Regions from separate parts of the Mus musculus genome. Here all the other regions are linked to region 1. Evidence: chromatin contacts called from public promoter capture Hi-C data. All regions are on one chromosome and are shown on one strand. Each heading gives the region's core, a stretch centred on a gene start, on an enhancer-like site or on the middle of the called end of the contact. The rest is flanking DNA. Distances are from core to core; before and after follow the strand shown. Region 1 holds the start of Arl8a (ADP-ribosylation factor-like 8A). Region 2 holds the start of Rbbp5 (retinoblastoma binding protein 5, histone lysine methyltransferase complex subunit). Region 3 holds the start of Mdm4 (transformed mouse 3T3 cell double minute 4).

What was found. Promoter capture Hi-C pulls out the DNA fragments that hold promoters and counts their contacts. Capture Hi-C pulls out chosen DNA fragments and counts their contacts.
Region 2: a contact with region 1 is called in a promoter capture Hi-C map of erythroid cells, with 24 times the contacts expected there. The contact joins the promoter of Rbbp5 here to the promoter of Arl8a in region 1. A contact is called at or near these places in 2 of 39 promoter capture datasets (erythroid cells and pre-B cells).
Region 3: a promoter capture Hi-C map of liver shows a contact between it and region 1, with 2.7 times the contacts expected there. The contact joins the promoter of Mdm4 here to the promoter of Arl8a in region 1.

Annotation. Positions count from the first base shown.
Region 1 is chr1:135,145,441-135,148,148 of GRCm38.p6, forward strand. It overlaps Arl8a (ADP-ribosylation factor-like 8A), which reads left to right and starts at 1,394. Exons shown (of 7, transcript NM_026823.2): 1 at 1,394-1,660. The coding sequence starts at 1,538.
Region 2 is chr1:132,475,965-132,478,672 of GRCm38.p6, forward strand. It overlaps Rbbp5 (retinoblastoma binding protein 5, histone lysine methyltransferase complex subunit), which reads left to right and starts at 1,403. Exons shown (of 14, transcript NM_172517.2): 1 at 1,403-1,563. The coding sequence starts at 1,545. It overlaps 6030442K20Rik (RIKEN cDNA 6030442K20 gene), which reads right to left and starts at 1,100. Exons shown (of 2, transcript NR_165177.1): 1 at 758-1,100.
Region 3 is chr1:133,024,102-133,026,809 of GRCm38.p6, forward strand. It overlaps Mdm4 (transformed mouse 3T3 cell double minute 4), which reads right to left and starts at 1,315. Exons shown (of 11, transcript NM_001302801.1): 1 at 1,147-1,315. It overlaps Gm41953 (a long non-coding RNA gene), which reads left to right and starts at 2,632. Exons shown (of 3, transcript XR_878532.1): 1 at 2,632-2,708. It also overlaps the pseudogene Gm29257.

The DNA.
Region 1 (2,708 bases), core at 144-2,643:
TACTTCTAAGGACATGGTAACAAAACTGTAATCAATGGAAGGGAGACACAGAGGCACTACCTTGTTCAGGGTGCTGTAACAAAGCACCCCACACCCCACAACTTATAAACAACAGAAAGTTGTTGCTCATGGCTTGAAAAATGGGAAAGTGATCTGTCATGGTACGGGTAGATTCAGGGTCTGGTTAGGAGTCACTTTTTGGCTAATAGATTACAGCCTTCTCTTTGTAGCCTCAAGATGGGAGGAGTATAGGCTCTGGGCACCTCTGTTGTTCTCTCCTTATATAAGGGCACTAATCTTAGCTAGGAGGCCTCCCCCCTCATAACCTAGTCGCCTTATATGGTCATCACTTTGAGGAGTGGGATTTCAATATATGAATCTGGGGGAAAGACACAGAAATGTAAAGCAATGAAAATCTATTACTTTGTATGATAACTTAAACTTTAATTTAAACATGTCAGACTATAGCATGTACCTACGGAGGAAGAGAAGAACTTATTAGACAGATGTTAGTAAATCAGAATAGGCTGATCCAGATGTTGAGGGCTGTCTGGTTCTTTAATAGGTTTAATCCATACAGTTGATGTTAACAGTTCATCACAGCCTCCAGGTGAAAACCGACCCCCAAAGAGAGCCCAGCTGCCTAGGAATCCTGAGACCAGGAAGGCACAGCCGGTTGACTGAGCTGTTATCTCCTGCAAGGGAGGATGGGGACTTCTTGGCAGACTCTCCACCACCCACTATCAAAAACTTTGTATCAAAATAGCATACATTTTTTCCTTTGCTACCGCCGTTCCTCACAGGGAATCCCTTGCCCTGATTTTGCCCGTCTCTTTATAGTGAAGACAAGCATCAAGTTCAAATGTCGATCTCACTTTGGGCTTCCCAGACAAGTAGCCTGGCAAACTGTGGTTAACAAAACAAGATGGAGTATTAAGGGCTCTAAATCCGGCTGTTACTCTCTATGGCATTTCGGGGGATGGAATTCGGTACCCAGAGATGCTCAGAGGCAAAGGTTCAGGGAACAAAACCGTTTCTTGGAGATCTTCATGTCACGGTTCTTCGGCCTGGAAATACCCTAGCTTAATCGGGACACCACCCGCCCAGGACCGACCACCGTTCAAGCCAGAAAGCGGTGCAGTCAGGGCGGGGCAAACGAGGGCAGCAGAAAAAATAAAATTACAGCTTTCTCCGCAAGCGCGCCATCACGCTCCTCCCGGCCGCCGCGGGTCCCCGCCGCCCCGCCCGCGGGCGCTGGCCTAGGCCGCGCGCGAGACTGGAGCGCGCTCGGGTGCGAGCAGGACGCGGCCCGGCCCGCGGGAGGGCGGCGGCGGCGGAGGAGGAGGTGGAGGCGCCGTGGCCACACCCATCGGCGAGCGGATCCTCGGGCAGCGCGTCGTCGGCCGCCGCGCTCCAGCCTCCGCCCGCACCGAGCCGCGGGACCCGGCCGCACCGGGGAGGGGCCGCTCCGGGCCGCAGCGCGAGGGCACCGAAGGCGGCGGGGACCCGGCACCGGGCGCGGCCGGTGGCAGCGACCATGATCGCTTTGTTCAACAAGCTGCTGGACTGGTTCAAGGCCCTGTTCTGGAAGGAGGAAATGGAGCTCACGCTGGTGGGGCTGCAGTACTCGGGCAAGACCACCTTCGTCAACGTGATCGCGGTATGCGGGCAGATGTGTCGCCGGCGCCGCGCCCTAGGCAGCTGGGGTCGGCGCCTGGCGTGGCCCGGCACCGCCGGGTTCCGGGCAGGGAGGAGCCGGCTCCGGGCACTTAGGGCCTAGCACGGTTCTTGGGGGACCGACTGGCGTGCCACCCGTTCTCTGGCCTGGGCTAGGATGGCAGGGCTGGGGGCGGGGTAGCGAGGACCAGGGGAACCGAGCTTGCGTTCCGGAGCTGGCGGCACGGAGATGTCTCCACGCACCGGGAACCCGCCGCAGGCTGACAGGCCCCCGAGGCGGGCGCAAAGAGGCATGACGGGGCGAAAGTGCCCGGACAATCCCGCTCCGCGCGTGGAGGGTCACGGGACGCGCGGCCGGAGCGTGTTGCCAGGGTGCCCTAGCAGCCCAGCCCCACCCCGAGGGCTCTGCCTACCCTTGCTGGACGCGGAAGCCGCGGCCCTTTGGGGCGGGGGGAAGGTATCCCTAGAGGCAGAGGAGTCAGCTGAGGTCCTGGCTCTAGTCCAGACTCCTCCCCGGAACCTGTCCCGGGCCTGCCTTAGCGTTGGGGTCCCGAAAGCATGGCACCATAAAGGGAGTTGGGAGACTCCACTTGGCTCAGAAGTTGCAAGAGTAGGTACCGAGGACCCGAGAGGATGAGCTGGAGGGGCGCCATCCACCTGGGGACAGGGGAGAGAGCAGCTTTGGAGACTCAGCACTGGGGGAGGCGGAGGAGAGAGGGGGGTGATTGCAGTTGTATGTCTGTGCCAGAGGAGTGGTGAAGAAGGAGTTAAATTTTCTCTTTAAAAAAGAGGAAGATGAGCTCCCTGGGCGTGAGCTGAGCTGCAGTAATGGCTGCAGCCTGTATTTCCAAGCTAGGCAAGACTGGGCTTATGGGACCAAGTAAGGCTTGGGACGGGGACATAGTTCCCCCCCCCCCCCCAGAACCTAGGCCCGTTCCCAAAGATGGGTTTTCCAAGGACTGTGAATTCGCCAGATATAGGCTAAAGATGCTGATGTGCAGGTCCGCAAAGATGTGAGACCACCAGCTTCG
Region 2 (2,708 bases), core at 153-2,652, 2.7 Mb before region 1:
ATGTTATTTCCTTCTTCTCTCTCACTCCAGGACTCACTAGGGAGCCCAGGCTCCTTCCTGAGTGCTGAGATTACATATATGAGCTATAAGACTGGGTAGGAATTTTTATTTTTTAAACATTAACTTGATCATATTATTCCTTCCTTGAAAATTTTACAAAATGCATGTTCCATTAGAAAAAAACATGGCCAGGGACACCAACAGTCTGCCTACAGAAAATAAACCCATATACACGTGAAAAGTTCATCATTATTACTTCATAAGTGAAACAATGTATTTTTTTTTCTGTTTCACTAAGCCAGTGGGTACAGCCAAAGAGACCTGATAATAAATCACTGTGAGAAGTGCAGAAATATTTCTACAAATTATTTCTGGTTCTATAGTATTTGGATAGCATTTCGGAAATATTGGACACGAAAGGGAGTGAAAATTGTCCAATATCTCTGAGCCTCAATTACTGTTTTTGGGTTAAATGGCTACATGAAAGACATATTTAGGAGATAGTAACTGGTAAATAATGGCTTATACTTGCTGTCACCTGATTTTTTTATGCACTTTATATGCTTAACTCATTTAATCCTCGTAATTCTCTAAGTAGTATTATTATCACTGTCATTTTACGCACAAGGAAAGGGTTAAATACCCATAACGGTGAAGTCAGTTAGGAGGACCTCTAGATTACTGTCATTATAGCTACACAGGGGTGACTTGCCCACCACATTGGATAAACACTTCCCACCCCACGCCCATTATTTACCATTAGCTGGTCTTCTCTGATTGCTCTGTGTACATCAAGTCTGACAGAACTGTGGGACACTCAGTCCATCTCTCTTGACAATGTTCCTGTGCCCTAATCGATGTTGTGTACACAGTAATACCGCAGGAAAGGGCCTAACAAATACTATCGTGCCGTTTTATGTGATGCATAGCATAGTTTTAGAGACGTGAAATAATCTTCACGAAACTAAGTCAGACACATAGTAATTATAGTACTCATAGTAAGGTGAGCCAAGCCAGCACGCGCTCTGACCACGCCAAAGAGCTCCAACACTCTTGCACTAGGGGCCGACCTTTCCCGCTTTCCTGCGGTAGAAAGAATCGCCCGGAACCTTTCTTGCGGAGTCTCAGGCAGCCGCCGGGACAACCCAAGGAACACACGGCATTGTGAGTATTAGTGGGTTAGTGATATGCCTGAAATTTCTTGCTCACTTACGTGGTCCCGGAGAGAAAAGCTTTACATTCTTGTACTTTTTGGAGTTCCGACTGACTATGACATTTTTTTCTCCCTCGATAATATTATAGTTGTTTGATTACAAGAGCGTTTAATATTTTTTTTAATTAGGGAGAAATGTGGACAGCTACGTAAAACGAACAAGGAAGGCGGGGGAGGAAAGCGGAAGCCGCGGGGCCTTCTAAGTCCGAAAGTCTCCGGAGCTTGCGCCAGGCTCTTCGCGGCGCCCCCCACTTAGACGCGGGGCTTCTGAGCGGGTGGGGGAGAAGGAACTGTTGCCGGTGCGGAGACCAGGCGGCCAGCGTCTGCAGGGATGAACCTCGAGTTGCTGGGTGAGGAGGGCTTGCCTGCGACTTAGCAAACCCTTCGGTATTGGGAAGGAGGGAACCTGGGCGGGAGGGACCGCAGGCTGCAACCTTAGGGACACTCTTCGGAGATGGTTCATTGAGTGCTCGTGAGGTGGAGTTGCAGCAGCAGGAGTAAGACCAGCTTCTGTCCGAAGAGAATGCATTACTTTTCTGAAACCGCTTTCAGATCAGTTGTGGAGTCATTGAGGCACTTTTTGTCCGAGCTGTGATTTCGAAGATCGCAGGTGCTGAAGTAACAAATCAGACAGGACCAGAGTTTTGGAGATGCAGTCAGAGGAAGAGTGACCTAGGGTGGGTCAATTTTGAAGACCTGTCAGGGGATCCGGTGCCTAGATGGGATTACTCTTGCTGGAAAGGTGTTACTTAACCAGATTTTATTTTAAAAATAAAAAATAAAAAAAAGGTTAAGGGAATAGGTAAGGGTGTTGTAATTCGGCACTAAGTGGCGTAGTTGGCATTTGGAATCCAGTCATCTTGACTGCCCGTTTAAGGTCCTTAACCGTAGGGAGGTGTAGATCCCCGGAAATGTGAACTACACAAGCAGTTGTTTTATTCTCGAGACAGGGTTTCTCTGTATAGCCCTGGCTTCCCTGGAACTCATTTTGTAGACAAGGCTGGCCTCGAACTCAGAAATCCACCTGCCTCTGCCTCCCAAGTGCTGGGATTAAAGGCGTGCGCCACCACCGCCCAGCCAGTCAGTACTCTTAGCCGCTGAGCCATCTCTCCAGCCCACTTACAAAGATAATTTTTAAAGTGTTCTTTGTCTTTATAGCGGCTTTATTGGAGCATGGGTGCATGCTTGTGGATATAATACTGACGAAGTATGAAAGTATGTGAAAGGTGTATCTAAAATAAAAGACACCAATGAGAAAATTTTTAATTTGTTATTTTATGTGTGTGGGTGCTTTGTCTGTATGTATGACTGTGCACCAGTGATGTATGTGCCTGGTGCCCACAGGAGCCAGGAGAGTCAGATTCCCTGAAACTGGAGTTACAAATGGTTTTGAGCTACAATATGGGTGCTGGGAATCATACCTGGGACCTTTGGAAGAGCAGCCAGTGCTCTTAACCACTGAACCATCTCTGCTGCCCCTCAGTGAGATAATTTT
Region 3 (2,708 bases), core at 65-2,564, 2.1 Mb before region 1:
AACGGGAGGTAGGGCCTTGGTCCTGTGAAGGTTCTTTGCCCCAGTATAGGGGAATGCCAGGGCCAGGAAGCGGGAGTGGGTGGACTAGTGAGCAGAGGGAGGGAGAGAGGATAGGGGATTTTCGGAGAGGAAACTAGGAAAGGTAAATAAAGAAAATAGCTAATTAAAAAAAACGAAACAGGAGTTGTTTGTGGTCTTGACCAGTACAGTAAAAGAATACTGAAAGTAATACTTTGGACCTAAACAAACTTTTTTCCTAGCAGAAATGTATGAAGGAGGAGACTAAACTTGGATATGCAGCAACTGACAGCATTATTAAACGTTTCAAATATCTTTGACACATGTCGTGCCTGTCATTAGGTAGAGGTTCCTAATCCACAAAGACCTTTCTTGAGTAGGACAAGACAGGCATTGTTTTATCCAGATGTGTCATAATAAGAGTGGTGTCAAAATCTGGGGATGTACAAGCATCGTTGGGTGGTGTGCTAATTAAAGTTCATATTCGTGGTCCCGGTGAGGTAGAGGAGCAGGCTGTTTTGGAGGCAGGGGCAGATGACTGTGAATTTGAGGTCAGCCTAGTCTATACAGCAAGCTCCGGGTTAGCCAGGGCCGGCCACAGTGAGATTCTGTCATAATAATAATAATAATAATAATAATAATAATAATGAGATTCTGTCTCAATAATAATAACACAACATATTCGTGAAGAATATTTTTTTAATTTTTTAAATGCCCCAGGTCCGTATGAAGACCGCAAACAAGTATCTTTCACACACTAAAGCAGACAATTTGCAGCCCTAGAAATTATTTAAATCTTAAGTCACGCCAATGACACTCTCCAGGTCTCTCTCTACGACTCCTTTCCTTCAAAGTGCCTCACCCACCCCGCAAAGTGGAAGAGCAAATAAAAGATCAACCCCTTCACTTCGCTTTCAGTCTGTTAACTGTGGACTCCGTTTCACCACACTCCATTTTCCTCCACCCCGGGGTCGAAGCGCCACCCTTCCCCCACAGCCCCTTCCACGGCCCCGCGGCCCACGCCGCCCTCCGCGCCCCAGGCTCCTCCCGCCCGGTTCCTAGCTCCGAAGCCTCCGGACCTTCTGTCCGCTCCCCCGGCCCCCCGCGGGCCAGACCCCAACACCACACCTTACGGCCGCTCCATGAGTCGCTCCCCCTCCTAGCTGGGGGAGGGGTGGCAGCCGGAGACCCTAAGGCCTGCACTGCATTTTGAAACTGCGAGCAACGGCAGCACCACTTCCGGCCTCTCAAACCCAGCGTTCGCAAGAGCTTCCGGGGAGGCCGGGGGAACCATAGAGCGGACCCTGGAGGACTAGAGAGCTAGAAAGGCTGAAGAATCTACCATTGAGTACACACTAGTCCGGGAAGAGAGCCTCCGGACCTCCGAGGTCAGACAGAGATAGTTTTCTATTTTATTTTACTATTGAGTCAGGGATTCTCTGTGTAGCTCTAGCTGTCCTGGAATTCACTATGTAAACCAGACTGCCTCCCGAGTGCTGAGATTTAAGGCTTGCCACAGCATACCTTGCTTGCATAAAGAGGTTTTGAAAGAAAATAGAGGCTGGTCGTGGTGGCGCACGCTTTTGATCCCAGCACTTGGGAGGCAGAGGCAGGCGGATTTCTGAGTTCGAGGCCAGCCTGGTCTACAAAGTGAGTTCCAGGACAGCCAGAGCTATACAGAGAAACCCTGTCTCGATCGAAAAAAAGCGCCGCAAGACCGGGGGGGGGGGGGGGGGGGGTTAAGCGAAAACCCTGCCACAAGAAGCGAAAGTATGAGCTGGGACGGCCCGCTGCCAACACGAAGATTGGCCCTCGCCGCATACACACAGTCCAAATTCGAGGAGGCAATAAGAAGTACCGTGCCCTGAGATTGGATGTGGGGAACTTTTCCTGGGGCGCTGAGTGTTGTACTCGCAAAACAAGGATCATTGATGTTGTCTACAATGCATCCAACAACGAGCTTGTCCGCACCAAGACCCTAGTGAAGAACTGCATCGTGCTTATTGACAGCACGCTGTACCGACAGTGGTACGAGTCCCACTATGCACTGCCCCTGGGCCGCAAGAAGGGGGCCAAGCTGACTCCTGAGGAGGAAGAGATTTTAAACAAAAAACGATCAAAGAAAATTCAAAAGAAATATGAGGAAAGGAAAAAGAATGCCAAAATCAGCAGCCTCCTGGAGGAGCAGCTCCAGCAGGGCAAGCTTCTCGCCTGTATTGCCTCACGACCAGGCCAGTGTGGCAGAGCAGACGGCTATGTGCTCGAAGGCAAGGAGCTGGAGTTCTATCTGCGGAAGATCAAAGCCCGGAAAGGCAAATGAGCCTCATGCGTAGTGTAATAAAGGTGTCTGCTGTTCTATTAAAAAAAAAAAAAAAAAAAAAGACAACTTCCATATCCCATCTCTAGTCTTCTCATTTCCCTACAAGCTAACCCTTCCTGATCCTTTGACTACTTTTCTTTTTTTTGACATGTCAATGAGCCAGCTTACTCCCTGGTCGTTATTTTCTGGACAAGAATTTGTGTTAAGATGTGGATCCCAGAAAGAGATGTTTTTTGAGACAGGGTGTAGCCCTGGCTGTCTTGGAACTCACTTTGTAGACCAGGCTGGCCTTGAACTCAGAAATCTGCCTGCCTCTGCCTCCGGAGTGCTGGGATTATTAAAAGGCGTGCGCCACCACACCCGGCTACAG